2 separate regions of the Ovis canadensis genome follow, and region 1 is linked to region 2. The links are chromatin contacts, called in public Hi-C maps. All regions are on one chromosome and are shown on one strand. The core of a region is the stretch at or near the end of the contact, and the rest is flanking DNA. Distances in the headings are between cores, read along the strand shown.

What was found. Hi-C and Micro-C count contacts between places; a contact is called where the count stands out from the background.
Region 1: a contact with region 2 is called in a Hi-C map of fibroblasts, with 5 times the contacts expected there. The contact joins the promoter of CCDC124 here to the promoter of IFI30 in region 2. A contact is called at or near these places in 2 of 2 Hi-C or Micro-C datasets (fibroblasts and lung).

Annotation. Positions count from the first base shown.
Region 1 is chr5:19,786,440-19,790,816 of ARS-UI_OviCan_v2, forward strand. It overlaps CCDC124 (coiled-coil domain containing 124), which reads right to left and starts at 3,065. Exons shown (of 5, transcript XM_069589077.1): 1 at 2,701-3,065.
Region 2 is chr5:19,605,439-19,610,140 of ARS-UI_OviCan_v2, forward strand. It overlaps IFI30 (IFI30 lysosomal thiol reductase), which reads right to left and starts at 2,870. Exons shown (of 7, transcript XM_069589066.1): 1 at 2,224-2,870; 2 at 1,044-1,226; 3 at 880-954; 4 at 533-625. The coding sequence starts at 2,586.

The DNA.
Region 1 (4,377 bases), core at 1,815-4,314, 180 kb after region 2:
TGTACCCACCAGAAAACCTTTCTGGACTCCCCAGGAGAGCTCTAAGAAGTCGGTGGGGGTCACAGTTTCAGTTGAGGAAACTCCCCCATTTCGCCCTCACTCTCTCAGCAGCAGCCACACCAGCTGCCTTGCCTTTTTTCAAACCTACCACGCAGGTTCCTACCCCAGGGCCTTTGCACTTGCTGTGCCCACCACATTTGTTCCTCTTTTTACCCAGTTAATTCCAACTGAAACTTCAGGGGCCCAACTCCAAAGTGTTGCCACCTTCAGGAACCCCTTCTGGAAACTCCCCTTGACTCTCAGATGACAAACTTTCTCTTGAGGTACTTGTTTGGATTGCTATCTTATGTTCATTTACAGGATTATTGAACAAATGAAATTAAAAGATGCTTGCTCCTTGGAAGAAAAGGTATGAGAAACCTAGATAGTGTATTAAAAATCAGAGACATCACTTTGCCGACAAAGGTCCATACAGTCAAAGCTAAGGTTTTTCCAGCAGTCATGTATGGATGTGAGAGTTGGACTGTAAAGAAGGCTGAGCACCAAAGAATCGATGCTTTCGAACTGTGGTGTTGGAGAAGACTCTTGAGAGTCCCTTGGACAGGAAGAAAATCAAACCAGTCAATCCGAAAGGAAATCAACCCTGAATATTCGTTGGAAGGACTGATGCTGAAGCTCCAATACTGTGGCCTCCTGATGCGAAGAACTGACTCACTGGAAAACACCCTGATGCTGGGAGACACTGAAGGCAAGGGGAAAAGAGGGTGGCAGAGGATGAGACGGTTAGATATCATCACTGACTCAATGGCCATGAATTTGAGCAAACTCCAGGGGATAGTGAAGAACAGAGGAGCCTAGCCTGTTCCAGTCCATGGGGACTCAAAAATAGTCAGGCAAGACTGAACGACTGAACAACCATCTTCCCCACCAGGCTGAGAGCTCTGCAAGGGCAGGGCTGGGACTGCCTTGATCAGTGTCCTGTATAATGGGAGCTCAAAAAATGTTTTGAGCAAATGAATAAACAAGCATTTATTTCCAGGGTGCCCTCAGTATTTACTTCACACCCTGTGCTGTGTCCAAGCTCAGCTTCTCATTTCTCTTCCCACTCACTTTCCTCCCAGCCTCTGAGCCTCTTCTCTAGCTGTGCCTTCACCTGATATGCCCATCCCCCTCCTCCTGTGAAAACCCTGTCCACTCACAGCAACTCAGATGGGGCATCCCCTCCCCTCCCCGTGTTGCTTAAGACTCTGATTCCATCCCCAAACCTGAAAAGGGCTTTTTTGACCCCCTCCTTCAGGCCAAGACTGAAGTAGTTATGTCCCTCCAAAATTTACACGTTGATTTTGTGACTAACACTTACTGTAACTGTATTCAGAGACAGGACATCTGAGGAGGTGATAACGGGTAAATGAGGTCATAAGAGTGGAGTCCTAATCTAACAGAGATGGTGTCCCTTCAAGAAGAAAAAGACACCAGAATTTGCTCTCTTCACCCTGTGAGAACACAGTAAGGTGGCCATCTGCAATTCGGGAAGAAGCCCACACTAGGAACCAGACTGGTTGACAACTTGATCTTAGACTTCCTAGCCTCCACAACTGTGAGCAAATACATTTCTGCTGTTTAAGCCACCCAGTCAGTGGTATTTTGTTATAGTAGCCAGAGCTGATGAAAACAGACAGCTTTTCCTCTGTTTAATAAACACACACACACTTTGTCATTCAGTAAACATGCACTGCTGGATGGACAGGGAGGCGTGACCTGCTGTGGTTCACGGGCTGCAAAGAGTCAGACATGACTGAGCAACTGAACCTAACGTGCACTGCAGTACCTACTATGAGTGGGATGCTGCGGAAAGAGGCAGTGCTGATGGGCTTCCAGACTAAATGGCATTCCCAGGCTGGGTGGCATACAGACAACAGGAGTGTTAATTCCAGATGAGAGCTGTGATGGGGCAGGCAGGTGGCAGGGGAAGTCGGGAGGGAGCTTCTGACCCAGGGGGTGTCAAAGTGCTTCCTGAAGGAGACATCAAAGGAAAAACCTAAGGGTGTGGGGAGACCCAAGCCCCCAGTGGTCGGGGGGAGGCAGGCTGGGTAGAGCGGACTTCTATTCCAGGGTAATGGGAAGGTGCCAAGGACCTCAGAGCCCTCTGGGGCTGCTGAGGTGGTGAACGGACGACTGAGAAGCACGAAGCTCAAGCAGGAGGGTAAAGTAGGAAGCTCAAGTAGTTTTGGCTAAAGCAGGGAGTACACTTAGGAGGGAATCAAGACCCACGTGGTTGATTAGATGCGAAAGTAAGATAGAATAAAACATGAAACTCAACACCGCCTCCTCCAAGAAATCCTCCAGCTACCCCTTCTAGGCTCCTCCAGCCCGTCGTCCCTCTCTCCAGCTCCGATCCTACTGCATGAGGCCAGGGACGTCCGTACCCAGCTCTGTCACCCCCAAGCCTGTAAGCTGCTCAGGAGCACGACCAGAACTAAGTAGCTTCGAACACGACGCTGTCCCGCTGGATCTCAGTCGTCCGCTCCGGGAAATGGGGATAGCCCCCGCGGGAACCCGGGAGACTGGGAGTCGGAAGTGCGTTCGTCTCTGAGAACCCCACCTCCAGCCCTCCCGGGGAGGTGGTCTCAGGTCCTGCTACCCCGCGGGGCTCACCCGCACCCCGCCCCCCGGCTCCGCCCGCGCCGCCGCCGCTCCTACCTCCTTCCCCGGCGCCGGCCCGGTCGCACCTCCGTGACGTCACCGCGGGGCTTGCGCATCGACGCCCCCAGGCGGCGCGTGCTGATTACGTCTAGGCTTCGTCGCCATCTTGGTAGGGGAAATGCTGCGTTGATCTCCAATCCAAATCAAGGGCGTTAGCTCTTTGTTTTTGTCTTCAAAAAGCGACTATTTTATAAATCCTCGTCTCTTCCGCTCACTTCATATACTAACTAATCAGGAGAGGGGAGCAGAAACTACAAACTGGACCATTGTCCTTACCGAGATGGCCGTTGCCCAGAAGAAAAACGGCGTCCTCGGTTTCACACGAGGGTCTGGAGGCGTCAGTCCAGAGTTGCTTGGCCGGCAGGGCGCGCCAGAATCCGTGGTCCCCGCGTGGCCGGTATAAGCGCTTTGCTTGTGGAAGCCTCCTAGGCCCTTTGCCATCGCTTTGTGCCTGCTCCTACTCCCGTCTGCCTCCCTACTGCGAAGCTTAAGCGGTAGGGAGCAGAAGAAAGGGACAGAGAACCTAAAACGCTGCGCCGTCCAGGTCGAGGAAACAGGCTTACAGACCAGGAATGGAATTCGAGCAAAATGTAATCGAAGGACTCAACATTCCTAGTGAACCCTTCCTCTGGGATTGCTTTCCACCACCCCCGCACACACCTTACCCTTTTTATTCAGCAGTTAGGTTTGGGGCGGGGCGCAGTTTGTCGTAGGCACCTATACTTGATTTTCTGCAGTGTCCTCATCTATAAAAACGGTAGCAGTAGGGGTCTGAAAATGATTACACGGGGTCTAGCTATAGCGGGGATTTGGGGGATTTAGACAGGACGATTTAGGCAGGACCACAGAGTCCATTCTTCAAAAAGCAACACCAGTGACATTGCTGGGACCTAAGTGGGATTGTATATCTCCCTTGCTCTTCAGCCTCAGATGGTTCCCCACTGCCCTGCAGGACTCACCGCACCTTCCCATCTCATCTGCCGCCTCTTTATTCTCTCTCAGCTCCAGCCACACCAGGCTCCTTTCTCCGATTTGCCAGGCACAGTCCTGCCTCAGGGAATTCGCCAGTGCGATTCCCTCTGCCCCCAGCTGTCCCCATGGACTACTCCCTCACTTCCTTCAGGCCTTGGCTCAGATGTCCCTTTCTGAGAAAGACCTCGGACCTCTCCAAGTAGTTGGTGCCCCACTCCCAGCCCTCTTTTTATTTCCTGCATCGCATCAACTTGCTTTGTTGGTTTCTTTTCAGTCTCCCCTTTGGCTATGATGTCTGGGAAATGGAACCTGATATCACCTGATGTGATATTTGTCACCAACAAGAACTGGCTCAGCATCAACATTTATCATTGTTCAGTATTGGTTGGGATGTGGAGATGCCAAAGGCAACACCCAATTAAGCTTCTGCTGGTAAAGAGCCAGGTTTTTTTTTTTTAAATATATAATATATTTTTTAAATTTCAAAAAAAGAGCCAGACTTGTCACACCTTTCTGAGGACAAGGAGACTCTTAGATCTGTTGACATAACTGAGGGGGTGCAGGTCAAGTGAATCATTCCAGAACAAGCTAAGTCTTCTGCAAGGTGACTTCTGCCACCTCCCAGGCTAGAGGTCATGTCTCCCAAACCTAAGGGCTCTTTACTTTTATTGTTCTGACATTCTACAGCTCTTAGGTGCTCAC
Region 2 (4,702 bases), core at 1,620-4,119:
TACTTGCTGTTCCCTCTGCTGGGAACACTCTTCCTCCTCCTTCCTCTGAGTCTCCTGAGTGTTCCCTCCTCCTTGGCACACCCCCAGCCACACTATGACTCTGCAGGGCTTGGAGGTGTCTCAGGGCTTCAGGTCTCTTGGGTGGCCCAGATGCTTGATGAATAAATAAACAATCAGGGCAGATGAGTCACCCTTTTGGGAGTTCTTTTTCATAATCCTCCAGGGAGGGAGGTGGGCCAGGTGTGTCATCTCCATACCCCAGAGAAGGATCACTGTCTGTGTCCTTGTATATTCCTGTTCAACGAAGCCCAGCTCAGAGGCACCTTGTCCAGGAAGCCCTCCCTGATCTATCAGGCAGCCCCGCAGAAGATCTTGGTTCCTTCCATTCAGAGACTGAATCTTTGAGAAAGGAGGCTGTATTCCTGGGACTGCACAGAGAGTGGCAGTCGGGGCCAGGACTTGAGCCTGGGTCTGTCTGGATGCAGGGAGGCCAGGGCCCCCCAACCCAGGCTGAATGAGGGGTGTTACTCACCGGCTTCAGATTTTGCTCCATGTCATTCATTTCCTCTAGGCAGACAATGGTCAGGAAGGCCATTTTCTGCTCCAGCTGGTCCAGCAGGCAGGCCTGGGGGTGGGAGCAGACAGGCAAGGATGTGAGTGGCTCAGAGCACCCTCCACCCCAAGGACCACCCCAGGAATAATCACGAGGTGTCCACCAATCAAGCAGAGAACAAAGACACGATTAAATGGAGGCTCACAGGCAAGGGACAGAGCTGTCTGCAATCCCTTCTGAGTCATGATTTCACCTTCCTTAGCAGGGCAGTCGCCACAGCCTCCGTGCCCCTCCCTTGGGAACTGAGGGAGAGGAGAGCTGCTCACCTCCACTTTGTTAAGCATGCACTCCCGCTCACCATGCTGGCACGTGAACTCCCACTTGCCGCTGACGTTTCTTTCCTGAAAAGCAACGAGGTGAGTGCTGGCTGCCCCCTTCCCCAGGCCTCCTTCCTGTGGCCACGTGCCTCCATTTCCAGGTCCCCAGGCACCTGAGCGTTCCCATAGGGCACCAAGGTGACGTTGAGGATTTCCCACACCATCAGCCACGTTGGGAAGAGCTCTCGGATCAGGAATTCCCGGCAGCCGGGGCACAGAGCCTCATAGTAGAGGCTCACGTTGACCAGGGGAACATCAGGCTTCTGGGGCGATGCCTGCAGGCACAGCTCACCGACCTGCCCGGGAGGAAGGGGTGTGAGTCAAGTTAAACTCTCTGGCAGGACGGAAGCTGCAGACCGTAGGTGTTCTATCTCACACTCCTTCCCCACCTTGCCAGGTGGGAGTCTGATGCTGAGGCTTCACCGAAAGCCTAAATCTTCCTAAATATCAGCCAGATTGCAAGATGGATGTGACACAGATTGGCAAACAGTAGGCAGTTAATGGAGGCACAAGGCTTGCTTTCCTCCAGGAGATGAAACTTCTTACCCAGGGGGAGACAGGGTGGAAGAATTCATGGTCTTCACCCGCCTCGGTAGACTTCCGGGGGTGTGTATCACCACCGCCCGCTCCTTTGTGGCCACTTCATCCCCTCGAGCCGTGGCCCTGGGCTGAGCAAGGACCTACACCTCTCGGACTCCTTATTTACTCTTCCTCTCCACCAGCCCGCTGAACTCCTCCCAAGGCTACTGCAGAGGCGGCGCCTAATAGGTGCTGACTTCCGGCTCCAGCTGAGGGGTGGCCGGCGGCCTTGTCTGTGAGCAAGTGGTTTAGCCTCCCGGGCATCTGTTTACTCCGGACCACAAAAACGCGTGCTCTCCCCGGAACGAAACGCACCCTCGATGAATGCCCGTGGCCAGGGGCCGGCAGCTCAGCTAGTCTGGGATTCCTTCCCCTGGCCTAAAAGAGGGGACTCTGATTCTCGCTCCAGATGTACACAGCTGGTGCTCGGTGCACCTTGGGGGGAGGAGGGAGTTGCGGGAGGATGGGGTGGGGGGCAGCGGAGGGACTCGGACTCCAGATGGGAAAGCGAAAGGGAAAAGAAAGTATGGCCAAAGTGCCGGACTGAAGGGTGGGGTTGGGGAGGGGGTCGCCACCCCCCTCCCCCCAGGTAGCATCCTCTCCGGCCCCCGGTGGTCCCCGTCGAAGTCGGGGGGTGGTGGGAGGAGAGGAGCGACCGGCCCCTGACCTGGGCGCGGGCCCCGGCTGGCCCGCCCGCCGCGTCGCCGACGCTACCTGGCAGGGGGCCGCCCCCTCGGGGAGCGCTTCCAGCGAGGGCCACCGCGCTGCGGCGGGGACCTCCGGCGGCAGCAGCAGCAGCAGCAGCAGCAGGAGAGGCGACGAGGCCATCACAGCGGCGGCGAACGCGCGGCGGCGGGGAGCCGTGGCCCCGGGAAGAAGCGCCTTTAACTCGGCGGTGGCCCGGCCCCCAGGCGGAACCCGCCTCCCGGTGCCCACGCCCCTCGGGGGCCCGGGCGGGTGCCTCTGGGTGTCTCTACTTTTCTCTCTGGGTCTTTCTTCCCATCCCAGCCCCATCCTTCCCCAACCCCCGCCAGGTGCTGGGACCCCAGTCACCTGAACAACGCGCTGCCCTTCCATCTCCCCCAACCCTTCCCCGCAATCAGCCCGGCCCAGCCCTGTGAAGCTGAGGCTGAGCACCTTGAGCAGAGGTGAGGTGGGGGCTTAGAGACTGAGAAACAGAGAAGTGGAGAGGAAGGAGGTCTTTATGGGGCCCGCCGCAGCCCCCCACCCCCACCCCAGTCCTAGCCCATGGACCCGACTCTCCGACCTCCCTACCCTGTGTTCCCATGGGAGGTGATCCCTTGTGCTGGCGTGGGCAGCCAGGCCCCCTCTCCTAGCTTGGCCCATACCCCTCCTCATTCCCAAGCTTCACCCCTCCCCCTCTCAGGCTCCCCGACTCAAGACAGTGTGGTCCCGTGGGGCTGACTCAGGCTTGACCACAGCCAGGGCCAGAAAGCAGAAGCCAGTGCTGGGAGTGGCACCTCAGTTCTCTTGGCACCCCCATCCCTGGCTGGGGCGTGGGAAGAGAAAGCTGGTCTTCCTTCTTGCTACTCTCCTGGGCTTGAGGAGGGGTGCACCCCTGCCCTCTGCCAGCTCCTTTGGTAGAAGCCTGGGTTGGAGCAGTCACTACCTGAAGCCTGTATGCTGTATTAATACATGGGATGCGGGACTGGCCCCGTAGGACCCAAATCCGGGGAATCAGGCAGACTCAGGTTTTCTCCAGGACTGTGCTGGACACCTCAGGTGATGAAGCCCCGACTTCTCCTTTTATTAAGCAGGAGAAGTGAGGTTTAGGGACTAAAGCTATCATGAAGGGCTCAGAACAGAGGGAGCATTGCCCCAGGCTGGGGGTAGGGTGGAAGGTGTTCGCAGGACGGCAGACTGGGCAGAGAGAATAACCCAGATAAAGGCTTGGAGGCTGGGAGTGTTGGGGATGGAACCAACACACTCAGACTTTGCAAGGCAAAGATTTGGGCCCCACCGGAGGAAACGCTCCCCACCCTTGCCTGGAAATCAGTCCAGCCCCCGGCTCCACAGCCCATGTCCCCCGCCAGTTCTGGGGAAACCCCAGCCCACATGACCACTCATAGCAGCAGGTTCGGGAGCTGGGGTTCCCCTGAAGTCCCCACAGCTGGACTATCCCACCTCATTCTTTTGAACCCTTCGCAGAACCCCTTTCCTTTGTGAAGCTTCTCCAAGGCTAAGTGACACGGCTTTGGGGAACTTGGTCTGTATTCTGTCCTGTACTGGGCTGAAGAAATAGCAATAAATATAATTGCTACAATTTTTCCAGTGGGTATTAAGCACCAGCTGTATTTGGAGGAATTCCTAAAGGTAACCTCACCCATTTGAGCATGAAATCCTCAGAGATGCCCAGTAGAGACTGTTGGCCCTACTTGGTAAGAGGAAATGGGACTGGAGATGGGAGGTGACGCTCCCAAGGAGATACAGTTGGTTGAGTGTGAGACCAGCTAGAGGTTATGTGGGACGTTCTCTTCTGTGCTCAGGCTCCACCCGGCTGGGCTCATAGGACTGAGGTGAGCTTTACCCTGTTTCCACTCACGCTGTGGGTGAAGCCCTCAGCGGGGGCAGAGTCAGCTGGAGTTATTTAGAGGGGGCCTCCTGACTGGTCAGTCACTCAAGTGGGGACAGTGCTTGGGGAGTACCGGAGCCTTGAGGCCCTGGAAGGTAACTCCTGTCCCTCTGAGAGCCCAGGGGAGAGATGGATCAGACAGCGACTCCATCCCTGGGGGCTGTCTCAGCCACATTGGGTCCGGACAGGTGCGGTGGGCTGGGGAGGAGAAGAGGTTTGCAGCCTTGGGCGTGAGTGAGGGGAGGGTTGAGACAGGGACCCTGGGGAGGGTAGGGAATGGTGACTGAGTCTGGGTCAGTGCCACCATGAGGACCCAGCTCAGTGTCTCTAGAGCCACAGCAGGCCGCACCGGACAGGTGTGGAGAGAGGGGCTGACACTACAGGGATCCAGGACACAGGAGGCCCCTCTGGGTGGCATGGGAGGGAGTGTGACAGTCTTTTCTGCCTGGCCATGAGGAAGCTGCACATTAGAGGGGTGGCGGTTTTCTGGAGGTAGGGATGGTGGCTGAGTGTCGGAACCCAAACTCAAACCTGGGAGCTATGGTCTGGGGTCCCTGCAGCAGAGGTTGGGGTCTGAGCCTCTCTGCCGTGTGACCTCAG